Linked DNA regions of Mus musculus: regions 1, 2 and 3 are each linked to region 4. Evidence: chromatin contacts called from public promoter capture Hi-C data. All regions are on one chromosome and are shown on one strand. The core of a region is the stretch at or near the end of the contact, and the rest is flanking DNA. Distances in the headings are between cores, read along the strand shown.

Evidence for each region. Promoter capture Hi-C pulls out the DNA fragments that hold promoters and counts their contacts.
Region 1: a promoter capture Hi-C map of pre-B cells shows a contact between it and region 4, with 2.9 times the contacts expected there. The contact joins the promoter of Chp1 here to the promoter of Ehd4 in region 4. A contact is called at or near these places in 4 of 39 promoter capture datasets (cranial neural crest, fetal liver, pre-B cells and 1 more), 1 of 15 datasets of contacts at CTCF or cohesin (embryonic stem cells), 3 of 484 Hi-C or Micro-C datasets (CD4 T cells and embryonic stem cells) and 1 of 115 datasets of contacts at active chromatin or transcription factors (large pre-B cells).
Region 2: a contact with region 4 is called in a promoter capture Hi-C map of pre-B cells, with 4 times the contacts expected there. The contact joins the promoter of Oip5os1 here to the promoter of Ehd4 in region 4. A contact is called at or near these places in 3 of 39 promoter capture datasets (embryonic stem cells, hippocampal neurons and pre-B cells).
Region 3: a contact with region 4 is called in a promoter capture Hi-C map of pre-B cells, with 4 times the contacts expected there. The contact joins the promoter of Nusap1 here to the promoter of Ehd4 in region 4. A contact is called at or near these places in 5 of 39 promoter capture datasets (3T3-L1-derived adipocytes, cranial neural crest, liver and 2 more).

What each region holds. Positions count from the first base shown.
Region 1 is chr2:119,546,292-119,548,991 of GRCm38.p6, forward strand. Chp1 (calcineurin-like EF hand protein 1) reads left to right here and starts at 1,416. Exons shown (of 7, transcript NM_019769.3): 1 at 1,416-1,626. The coding sequence starts at 1,560. Exd1 (exonuclease 3'-5' domain containing 1) reads right to left here and starts at 1,336. Exons shown (of 13, transcript NM_172857.2): 1 at 716-1,336; 2 at 498-591.
Region 2 is chr2:119,592,851-119,595,550 of GRCm38.p6, forward strand. It overlaps Oip5os1 (Opa interacting protein 5, opposite strand 1), which reads left to right and starts at 1,446. Exons shown (of 3, transcript NR_027832.1): 1 at 1,446-1,584.
Region 3 is chr2:119,617,047-119,619,746 of GRCm38.p6, forward strand. It overlaps Nusap1 (nucleolar and spindle associated protein 1), which reads left to right and starts at 1,252. Exons shown (of 11, transcript NM_133851.3): 1 at 1,252-1,849. The coding sequence starts at 1,757. It overlaps Oip5 (Opa interacting protein 5), which reads right to left and starts at 1,459. Exons shown (of 6, transcript NM_001042653.1): 1 at 1,112-1,459; 2 at 808-874. The coding sequence starts at 1,415.
Region 4 is chr2:120,153,210-120,156,070 of GRCm38.p6, forward strand. It overlaps Ehd4 (EH-domain containing 4), which reads right to left and starts at 1,366. Exons shown (of 6, transcript NM_133838.4): 1 at 1,031-1,366. The coding sequence starts at 1,266.

The sequences.
Region 1 (2,700 bases), core at 166-2,665, 610 kb before region 4:
ACTAACATGCAGCTTTCAGCTTTTTCATCAGCACAAACAAAATACCAGAAGAATAAAATGCACCTGGCTTTGATCCCAGCTCTTGGAAGGCAGAGGCAGGTGGATCTCTGTTAACTTAAAGACCAGCCTGATGTACATACTGAGTTCCAGATCAGCCAGGGCTACACAGAGAAACCCTGTCTCGAAAAACCAAAAAGAAAAAAAATTCGGATTTTTAAACCGTAAGCCAGCAGTTGTTAGGTGAAAGCAGGAAAGATGCAAGTTGAGCCCAGCCTAGGCAATATTGGGAAATCCTGTTTAAAGATTTGCCACTCATGGGAGAATTAGGAGTTTATGCTCAGGACAGCCTGAGCCTGTAAAACCCTTTCTAGAAGTGGAGAAATGATTCTCTTTTCCAGAAAAGCCCTGACTAGTCTTGGCCAGGCTTAAAAATCCTAATTTTTAAGACAAGAAAAAATCCAAATAAATAAACCGTGCTCGGTCACAATCTTTCTCACCTTCAGGGTCCTCTGTCCCCACAGCAAAGGAGTTTGAGAAATTCCGACCTTAATTCTAGTCAAATGGTGAGTTCCTTAAACTAACGAGGGACTACTGTTAAAAAAAAAAAAAATTCTGGGAGTTATCCCGGCACAGCTTTGACGCAAAAAAGTTCTCAACGCCAGCCACTGAAGCCGCAGAGCCGACCACGCCCTCGCCCTCCGGGTGAATTACTTGCCTCTTTCCGGAGGAGCCAATCAGCGCGCAGCCTCGAGCCCATTCCCAGCGCCCCCTGCGGCCGGGGTAGAGAGAGCAGAAAAGATGCTGCCAGGAGCCATGCAAACCCCAGGCGGCTCTCAGCGCCCCCTGCGGCCGGGGGGAGGAGCGCAGGAAAGATGCAGTCTCTAGGCGTGCTGGGCCACAGTGGCTGTGGACTCCCTATTCTTAGGACCAGGGGAGTGAGAGTGAGAGGAGAGGAGAGGAGAAAGGAGGGAGAAAAAGAGATAGAGAGATACAGAGAGATGGAGAGCGAGCAAGAAAGAGTGCACTGCACTACTCTGGGGATCCACCTTAGGGTTTTGTCCCTCGTTTCGTGGGTTTGGTTTCTCTCCTGAGTCTCCGTCACCTGTAGGGTGGGACTCCTGGTACCTGAGTCCTGTGAAAAACCTGCTGGCTACCCTAGTGAGTTTGCCTCTGGTTTGTTCGAACACAGTGGCGAGACCGCACTGCCCTTTTAAGTGCAGTCCCTAGCGCCACAGCGGTATCGCCGCTTTAAGTCCGGCGGCTGCCCTGGTTCCGCGGGGCGGGGCCTGCTTCCCTTCGGACTCCCGCAGCCTCCGGGCTGATTCATTCCGGGCTCGAGAGCCAAGCTTTGACGTTAGCGCCTGCGCAGGGCGCGGCCTCGCTCCCGATTGGCTGGTGTCGGGCCGCCCTCCCCCGCGCTCCACCCCTTGTTTCTCTCCCCGGGCCGCAAGAGAAACAGTGCCCTCTCCCTTCTTGACCCCTGGCCCTTCCCTCCCTCCTTCCCTTCTGCCGCTGCTGCTTCTGGCGCTGCCGCTCCCGGAGGAGCTCCCGTCACGGTGATGGGGTCTCGGGCCTCCACGTTATTGCGGGACGAAGAGCTCGAGGAGATCAAGAAGGAGACTGGCTGTGAGTTCGGGTTGGGGGTGGGAAGGCGGCCCGGCGCCTTCGGCTGGCCTCAGTACTGACAGCGGTCGTCGCTGAGGGCTTGATCTGGGGTGCGGTGACTTTGTTGGGATGGTCCCATGCAGCCTCCGGTGCTTTGGGTAACCGAAGGCTAGAATACCTGTACGTTCATCTGTAGCTTCTTGGAGCCGGGATGTGGTTCCTCCGGTGCTGTCTTGCTCAAAAGCCCGGAATCTCGAGCACAGACACCACCACTCCACTCTTGCCCGTGAAGGTCCGCGAATTTTCTTCCTTATGGTTCCTCCTACAGAAGCATCCTGAACAGTAGATAAAGTAGAAGCAAATCCAGGAAATGTGAATGGTTCCTGGAGAAAACGTTATACATCCTAATGAGGTTTCTGAGCAAGAGCTAAAACTACTAAAATCACACACAGGGAAAAACTCAACAAAGAAGATCATAGAGAAAGGCTTGTGACCAGGAACTGAAGACCTCTAAGCAATCAAGAGTCCAAAAACCCGAGTGAGGCTTTTAAATCTGAATCGTTGGAGAAAAGCCACGGGTATAGTGGTCAAGGTTTAAAGACACAGTGAAGACATTTGTCCTATTTTTATATATATTGATATCTGCTGTGTTGCTGTACTTTATGCAATTGATATTGAAATTGGATGTACTCCAAAATCTGTGAATTTGTACCAGAAACATACATACTCTAGTTTCTTCCTTGTTAACCTGAACAAAGGAGCAACAGGGCTTTGGGAATTGAGAAGCACAGAAAACACCTCCATACCTTTGAAAGGCCCTTGGTAGTGTATGATACAATTGTATGGCTACAATGCTTTCTCAGTGATCCTTTGCGGCTCTCTTTGATTTTCGTAAGCCATGTCTTCATGGTACCTGTCTTTGATGATAATGTGAGCAAATAACCCAGTGGCAGATCGTGCCAAGGAGTACAGGGAACTACGGAATTCTCCAGGAATGAGTCCTTGGGTAAATGACAAGTTGTTCTGGCTGTCTGACAAGTTAAACTTTCTAGAGTATTCAGGTTGAAAGAGATGTGGTCTAGCCCCACCCCCTGT
Region 2 (2,700 bases), core at 196-2,695, 560 kb before region 4:
GGTTTGATGGTAACAGCCCTGCAGTGTCACCTGAACCCCTGCTTAAGTGAGTTGAGGAGGGACAAGACTGTTTCTGCTGGTTCTTTGGGCAGCCCTTCGGCTTAGCCCAGGCCTCATTGCTTGATATCGCTCCTTTGGATTACTGTTGTCTGTGCATCTGTCTGTCCCTACTCAGTCCTGCACCTCACCATATTCCTCCGTTGACACTCACCTGGACCCCTCAGCTAGCTTCAATACTCTGTGTCTTTCTAAATGAGTTCATCAATATCTAACTGTGGTGACTTTTCCCATTTATATCAGCTCTGTCTGGATGTAGTAAAACCTCACTGAACACAGAGGTTTGTGTAATCCTTTGCAGGCCTTCTGTAGTCTAAGTATATACAGATATACAGTGTGCCTATTCATACACAGAGACATACGGTGCAGTGATGTGTGATCTGATAGTAGCTAACACTCAAAGAACCTGTCTTTGGATGGAGGACATTGTTGCTCACTTGAGATTCAGGACATAACCAGTGTGGTAATTCTGTTACATTGCAATTTGAGGCCAGCCTGGGATACACAAGGTCTCTGTCACCAGCCCAGCTATAAAGGGAAATCAAGGCTGATGGCCAGTTGCAGCCAATAAATCAATGTAGCTTGTGAATTTATTATTATTCAATAGGTTCTAACATTCTAATAATAATAACGAATAATGTAATTATTATTATTATTATTATTTTATTAGCCAATAGATTCAATAGACAACTGTGTTTTGTCTTTGTATGGCATAGCATCCTTATCACAGAGGGAAGCATAGAAATTTGGATTTAATAAATGGCCTAGTGATAACCCCGTCATTTAGGAAGCACTGCTTATCCAGAAGAACGTGTGTCATCACCTGGAAGAGTCACACTATTGCCTTCACTACCTCTCCTGGAAATACCGCTAAAGGATCTCTAAATCCTACAACTGGAACAAACAACAAATGCAGTTTAACATTTTCTCAGGCAGCGGGCAGGCCCTTTTAAGGTGAGGAAAACTACGCTACTGTATTGACCTTTAAACAGCAGGCAACATTCTCTCAAGTGGGTCAAAGTCAGAAGAACTGACACCATGAAATTGTTCCTCTGGGTGTAGTGTTAGTCCGGGTATAAAAATCCTTTAGCCAAGAGAGGAATTACTAGTAACAGTATATTTTTACAGTAACGATAATTTAAAATAGTCATTTGGCCTTGTAGTGCTATCTTACTAAAAAGTGAGACTGCCTCCGTGCGGAATGTTTTTCCTCAAGTGAATTACAACAACCCTTTTCCTCCTTAACTTCAACTGGAGCACTAAGCTCCAACAACAAAAAATAGAACCAGAGAGAGGGATTGATTGAAGTACTTCCCAGCCAATCCGCGATGGAAAAAGAGCGCGCGAGCAAGGTGCTGTCCAATCATCACTCGGAGGCGGGGCGGAGCCTTTCGCGCCTCCGCCCCTGGGTTGGCGGACAGGGGAAGGAGCGAAGATGGCGGAGTGAGGCGTGCCCCGGGCAGCTGGCCTGCGGGCCCGGGGCAGGCCTCCCGTGAGAAGCGGAGTACTTGTGCTGGACCGTGTGAGGTGAGCTGAGAAGTCCGTCTGTCTATCGGGAGACGAGCAGCCGGTGGGGCGGCACAACTCGGGACGGGGTAGCGGCGAGCCTAATGAGGGAGCCGGCGAGGCCTGGGCCTGACAGGGCTTTGCATTCGCAGCCGCGTCCGGTCGGCTCCGCCGCCTCCGGGTATGTGGCCGCGTCCTTCCCTTACCAGCGCTCCACGCCCTTCCTTGCGCCCTTCGCTTTGGCCGCTGCGTGCTTTGCCCTGGTTCTCTGAGTTGCACGTACGCCGGCCGTATCGGGAAGCCGCTGTGTGCACCTCCCTTTTATTTTTCTAAGACTATCTCTGTATTGTTTGACCCTTTACCGAAGGCGTCACCGGTTGAGGTTGACAGGCCTGTTGCAGCTCTGGGCATTTTGTGTCCCTGGCGCGTTGACCTTGAGATTTGCTGTAAGAGGCTCCCTCTGGTATTTTCATTTGAGTATGTGTATTACAGATAGACTCTTGCAGCCTTTACCTCATACTCGCCCCTGCCAAACTTTTATGACCGTAGTAAGCAGCTTTGTCCTTGGACGTCCTGATAATGCCCTTATGGCGCATTAGTTTCGGCAAACGGGTCTCAGTGGAATTCACCTATGTTGATTTCTTACCCAGGATCAAGGGAAACGGCTTACGATGCTTTTCTTTTCGTTTTTTTAGAACTATAGTTCTGGAAGTACTGCTGGAATCTCATTTGTGTAGTTGGTGTACACTGGTGACAGTGTAGTACTAACAAGATATTTATATTTGATTCTTATTTAATTTTATCTCTTTGTAATTGGGAGCCCCCTTACTTTTATTGGTATTCAGCTAAATTCTCGGAAAGTCTTTGCTTCTGAATTCTGGATCGGGGAGACATTTGCTGCGTGTGTTGGTGCTCAGGGCCAGAAATTTACATCTATCAAAACCTTGTTTCAGAAATAAACTGGCATATTAGTGAGAGCCAGTTCAAATGGAAAAATCATAATGTGAGTGAATGTTTGTGATAGATTATATGGTTTTTGTTAGCCCTAGACTTAGCAGAGCTGAAGCAGGAAGCACTTGCTTAGGGGGTGAAAAAAAAACCAAAAAACAAAACCCCTCCCCTTTAGCACAAGTAGTT
Region 3 (2,700 bases), core at 2-2,501, 540 kb before region 4:
TGTTTGTTTGGTTTTTCAGACAGGATTTCTTTGTGTAGCCTTAGCTGTCCTGGAACTAGCTCTGTAGACCAGGCTGTCCCTGCATTCACAGAGATCCTCCTGCCTCTGCCTCCCTAGTCCTGGGATTAAAAGTATGTGCTACCACCGCCAGGCTTATAATTAAAACTTTTAATCAGGCTTTTTAAAAAAGAGGTTGGCCAGGCGGTGGTGGCGCATGCCTTTAATCCCAGCACTTGGGAGGCAGAGGCAGGCAGATTTCTGAGTTCAAGTCCAGCCTGGTCTACAAAGTGAGTGCCAAGACAGCCAGGACTATACAGAGAAACCCTGTCTCAAAAACAAAAAAAACAAAAAAAAGAGGTTGGGTGCAGGTTCCCATGCTTGTGATCCCAGCACTTGCAGGCAGAGGCAGAATTGTAAATTCAAGGAAAGACCTTTATTACCAATATCAAAAGTAAAATAATTTGTAACTATATCAAAAATGTCACTTCAGGGCCAGTGAAATGACTCGGTGGGTAAAGGTATTTGCTACCAACCCTGAGAAATTATAACTAATAACTAATAACTAATAACTAATAGTCCTAGTTCTCTCACAGACCTTAAAACCTACATCCAACTTTAACTTTCACCAATGCCATGTTTATATGATTCAAACCGGTAAAGAGTTTACAACTCAAACATACTCTATGGAGAGCGTAAACATGTCACAAGACAAAGTTTCTTTCTTGTTTACAACAGTTACATACTCTTCACTGTCATTAAATCGGGAAATATATAGAGAGCGCCACCTCAGGAATTCTCCACACGTACCTGGACTTGAGAAAACCTTCTATGCCAACCAAAAAGGGCTCTAACAAAACGACGTTGTTTGTGACTTCTGGAAGACAAAACGGTTTTGAGAAGAAATACCTGCCAGCAGATTCATCTGCCCATAAAACTTAACAAAATGGGTGGGGCTCAGCCAAGGGCGCTGGGTTAGCTCAGGCGACGGCCTGGGTTTGAAGCCCAACTCGGGAAAACAAAACAAACCCCTCCCTCCCCTGGGCAGTACTGTCCCCCATTCCTCATCTGCCTCTGGTCTATCTTCCTCACAAACTACCCTCGCCTCACTCACTGGAGAAGGCCAGGGCGCCGAGGGACCGCGACAGGTCCCAGGCGAGGTGCAGGGTGTCGCCGAGCACCGCGTAGCACCGCGCGCAATGAAACACGGCACATCTCTCCGGCTCCAACCACGCAGGCAGCCGCAGGTCGACAGGTGACGCCTTCACCTTAGACTCGGAGGACCCGAGAGGGGAGAACCCTTCCACCACCTGAGTGTCCCACTCCATGGAGGAGGTAAGAGAAAAAGGTGTATCACAAGAGTCACGACGTGACTGGGTCTCCAAGAAGCGAAGACTGCGGCGCGAGAGAGTCGCCATATTTCTTTGAAGCGCGCGCCTCTTTCTCGCACGCTCCAAGTCCCGCCCACCTGTCTCCCTGCGTCTTCATTGGACAATGTTCCTGAAAGACACGCTCTCAATACGCTCAGCGCCAGCATATTGGTATAGTTTGCGGAATAGCGGTCTTCAGCCAATCACGCTACTGGCCCGCATCGGAAACCCCACCCTCGAGGCAGTTCAACCAATGAACTTACAGCAGTCTTAATTTAAACTCCATATATAAGTCGGCTTGTCAACGTCTTGGGTGGCGCCAGTTTTGAGCCGCTCTGTTTTGAGTTGTGTGGCTGTTTTTCTGGGAATCACCGAGATTGCAGAACGCGATGACCGTCCCCTCTGCAGAGGAGCTGGACTCCTTTAAGTACAGCGACCTGCAAAATTTAGCCAAAAGGCTGGGCCTCCGGGCTAACATGAAGGTACCGTGCTGGCTGGCGGTGCGGGCAGTTGGGTGGGCGGGGTAGAAGAGACCAGGGATTTGGGGGACAGGGCGCGAAGTGACTGAGAGGAAACCCCCGAGGGACGTTATTTTGGGAGGAGTAGGTAGGTTTTGTTCACAGTGACTGGAATTTGTTAAACGAAAGAAAAGCCGAGGCTGTTACTCTAGTTGGAGGCTTTTTTTATTATATTTGGAGAACTTATAAAGACTTTTTGTTTTTTGGTTTGGTTTGGTTTTGGTTTTTCAAGACAGGGCTTCTCTGTGTAGCCCTGGCTGTCCTGGAACTCACTCTGTAGACCAGGCTGGCCTCAAACTCGGAAATCCACCTGCCTCTGCCTCCCAAGTGCTGGGATTAAAGGCATGCGCCACCACTGCCCAGCTCTTATAAAGACTTCTTAATGGAAATGCTAATACTTCCTGGTACCAAATGGGAAACGAAGGCCCATAGGACGTAATCAGTGTAATTTCCATGCCAGTTATTAGGCAGTTGAAGAAAAACTACTTTAAACGACTTCTTCTGAAAAACTCTACTTACTGTTCAGTAAACTATGACACTACCTTCACTCTCGTGAACCTTTAATGGGATGCCTGTCCACCGTGATCTAGTATGATTGTCCATACATTAATCACTATTGTGATGGTGGTCTTTTTCAAAACCGATAAGGTCTTTGAATTCTGAGTTTGCAAGGTGTTCAGAGAAAATGTGGGGATTCATTGTGAGATTGGACTTGCTATATTGAAGCTTGCCCACATGTATATACCAGAGATTTGTACAGCAAACTGCTATTTGCACTAAATCTCTAATTAGTTGTCATAAATGTTTTTAAATGG
Region 4 (2,861 bases), core at 116-2,615:
ATGAAATAATTTCAACATTATTTTCCCCCTCTCTTCGTTCACATTTCAAACTACAGTGTATTGCCTTTGTTGAGTTCATTCACAGTGTATCTACAGGCCTGGATTTAACATATTTCTTGTAGTGACAACTTTTCTATTTTTTTGGAACTCTTTAGGTCACAGGAGGGGAAAAAAAGGAGGTCATACCTAAAAGAAATGGCATGTCCCCAAGACAGATGCAGTTTTCTGAACACCTGTTGAACATCAAATGATGATGAGTGTTCTAATTCCAAAACTCAGGATCCAGATCTTAAATGTTCAGTCACTTTGCTTCGTCTGATAAGGATTTGAACGTCGATTCTTCCCAAAGATAGGGAAATAGACGCCTCATTTAAAAAGCAGTCCGTTTCATTGTAAATTATTTCTCATCGAGTCACTCTAGAGGAAGCTGTGTGGTTGGAACTGCAGGGCAAGCCGGTTATTGCTTCCGGAGACAGAGTGACCGTGACAAATATTTTCAGTTTGTCAAGGGTGAAGAAATGGAAACTAGCAAACAGTAACCTGACACTCCCCTTCAGTCCACAGGCTGGTGAGGCAGCTACACTGTAGGCTAACTTCCTATAGACCATAAAGCTGGATGATAGCAGCCCCGCCGCTGTGGCGGAACGTGGCACCTAGGGCATGGCAATACTCCTACTGTGGCATTCACTCATTCATTCATTCGTTCGTTCGTTCATTCATTCTCACTGTGCTGGAAGGTTACCTCTCCACCTAGGAGCCGCATTCCTTCATTATCACTTTCAGCACTAGGTTGCACTAATGATGAGCCTTGCCTTCTCTCCCTTTCCTGCACTCCCAGGCCAGGGTGACAGGCTCAAGGAAGGCCTTGGCAACAGCAAGGAAGGGGCTCGCAGCGCGCTGGGGGCCGGTCTCAGGGGAGGGAGCCTTGGGAAACGGGACCCGGGAAGGCGACGGGCCACCAAGCTCGGAGTGTAACCTGAGGGCAGGCCGTGCGCTAGCGGAGGGGTAGCGAGCCGACGAGGCAAATTACCTGATGAACGTGGTCTTGCCCGTGCTGTACTGGCCCACCAGCAGGATCATGGGCTTGTTTTCGAAGTCGGCGTCCTCCAGCGCTGGCGAGTGAAACTCGTGGAAGCGGTACGCCTCCTCCAGCGGCAGCACCTTGCGCTGGTACAGAGAGCGCAGGCCGCCCGTCACCGTCTGCACCGCGTCCATGCCGCCCGAGCGCTCGCGCCCGCCAGCCTGCCGCCCCATCCAGCTGAACATGCTGCCGCCCCACAACTTGCCGCCGCCGCCGCCGCACTTCAGTAAGAACCCCAGAACCCGCGTCGCTCGCTCTCTGTGCCCGACAGTAGCTCTCGCCGCCGCCCGCTCCTGGGTCCGCCCCCTGCCGCAACGACCAATCATCAGCCGCTGCGTCACGGGCGCGCGCTCATTATTCAGCAGCGATCTCAGGTCCTTCCTCATTGGGCGTTTGCCAGCGACTGGGTGGAAGCTCTAGCCAATGGAAAGGCGATCCTTGAATTATTGATGACGGCATCGGTCTAGAGGGCTGATCCCGGAGAGGGTGTAGTCCAGGCGGGGTGACACAGGCGCGTCTACCCGGGTACATCCTTCTGGCCAGGTGGCGTTGGCTTCCGGGCAAGTCTGAGCTGGCAAGAATGAACCACCGGAGGCTGTCCTCCTGGAACTCGACTCATCCCAAGTCTCCGGACGTGGATACTGGGGACAGAAAACTCAGAAAGTTGACAGACAAGTTCCTTTTCCTGGGGCAGGTTATTGCCCTGTTTACTACTGTCGAAGATACTCAGGCTCACCGATATAATTGGCAAAAATTGGAGAGAAAATGGACTTCAATCTATTTGCGCAGACACTTCTGCCTCCATTCAACTCTGGATCAATTAAAGGCCTCTTTCTGCTAGACACTAGTAGAAATAATTGACCATCACCTGTGTATCCTAAGCGAGAAATAGTGTTAGCGCATTTTCAGTGTGGCCAATGAGGCCAGCTGCATAGGAATAACCCAAGAGGCTTGTTAAAATGCAGGTCTCTAGTTCTTGATACAGACCCACCAAATAAAATGTTGAGAGATGCAGCTCAACAAATGCCTGCAGATGATTCTTGTCTGCATAAAGTTTGGAGAAAGATTGTGTGGGAATGACTTCTTGAACTTGGTGGAAATGCAGAGCTGATTCAGCAAGTAGTTGTAAAATTGCATTTTAAAGATCGTTCAGGTGTTGCCAGTGCAGCAAGGGTGGTTTTGTTGTTGGTGGTGGTGGTGGTGGGGTTTGGTTTGGTTTGGGTTTTTTATTTATTTGTTTATTTTTATTTTATTTTATTTTATTTTACTTTTATTTTGATTTTTCAAGACAGGGTTTCTCTGTGTAGCCATGGCTGTCCTGGAACTCATCTGTAGACCAGGCTGGCCTCGAACTCAGAAATCGGCCTGCCTGTGCCTGTGCCTCTGCCTCTGCCTCTCTGCCTCTCTGCCTCTCTGCCTCTCTGTCTCTCTCTGCCTCTCTGTCTTTCTCTGCCTCTCTGTCTCTCTCTGCCTCTCTGTCTCTCTCTGCCTCTCTCTCTCTGCCTCTCTCTCTCTCTCTGCCTCTCTGTCTCTCTCTGCCTCTCTCTCTCTCTGCCTCTCTCTCTCTGCCTCTCTCTCTGCCCCTCTCTCTCTCTCTCTGCCCCTCTCTCTCTGCCCCTCTCTCTCTGTCTCTCTCTCTCTCTGCCTCTCTGCTTCTCTGCCTCTCTGCCTCTCTGCCTCTCTGCCTCTCTGCCTCTCTGCCTCTGCCTCTCTGCCTCTGCCTCCCAAGTGCTGGGATTAAAGGCATGCACCGCCACTGCAGGGCATCAAGGGTGTTTAT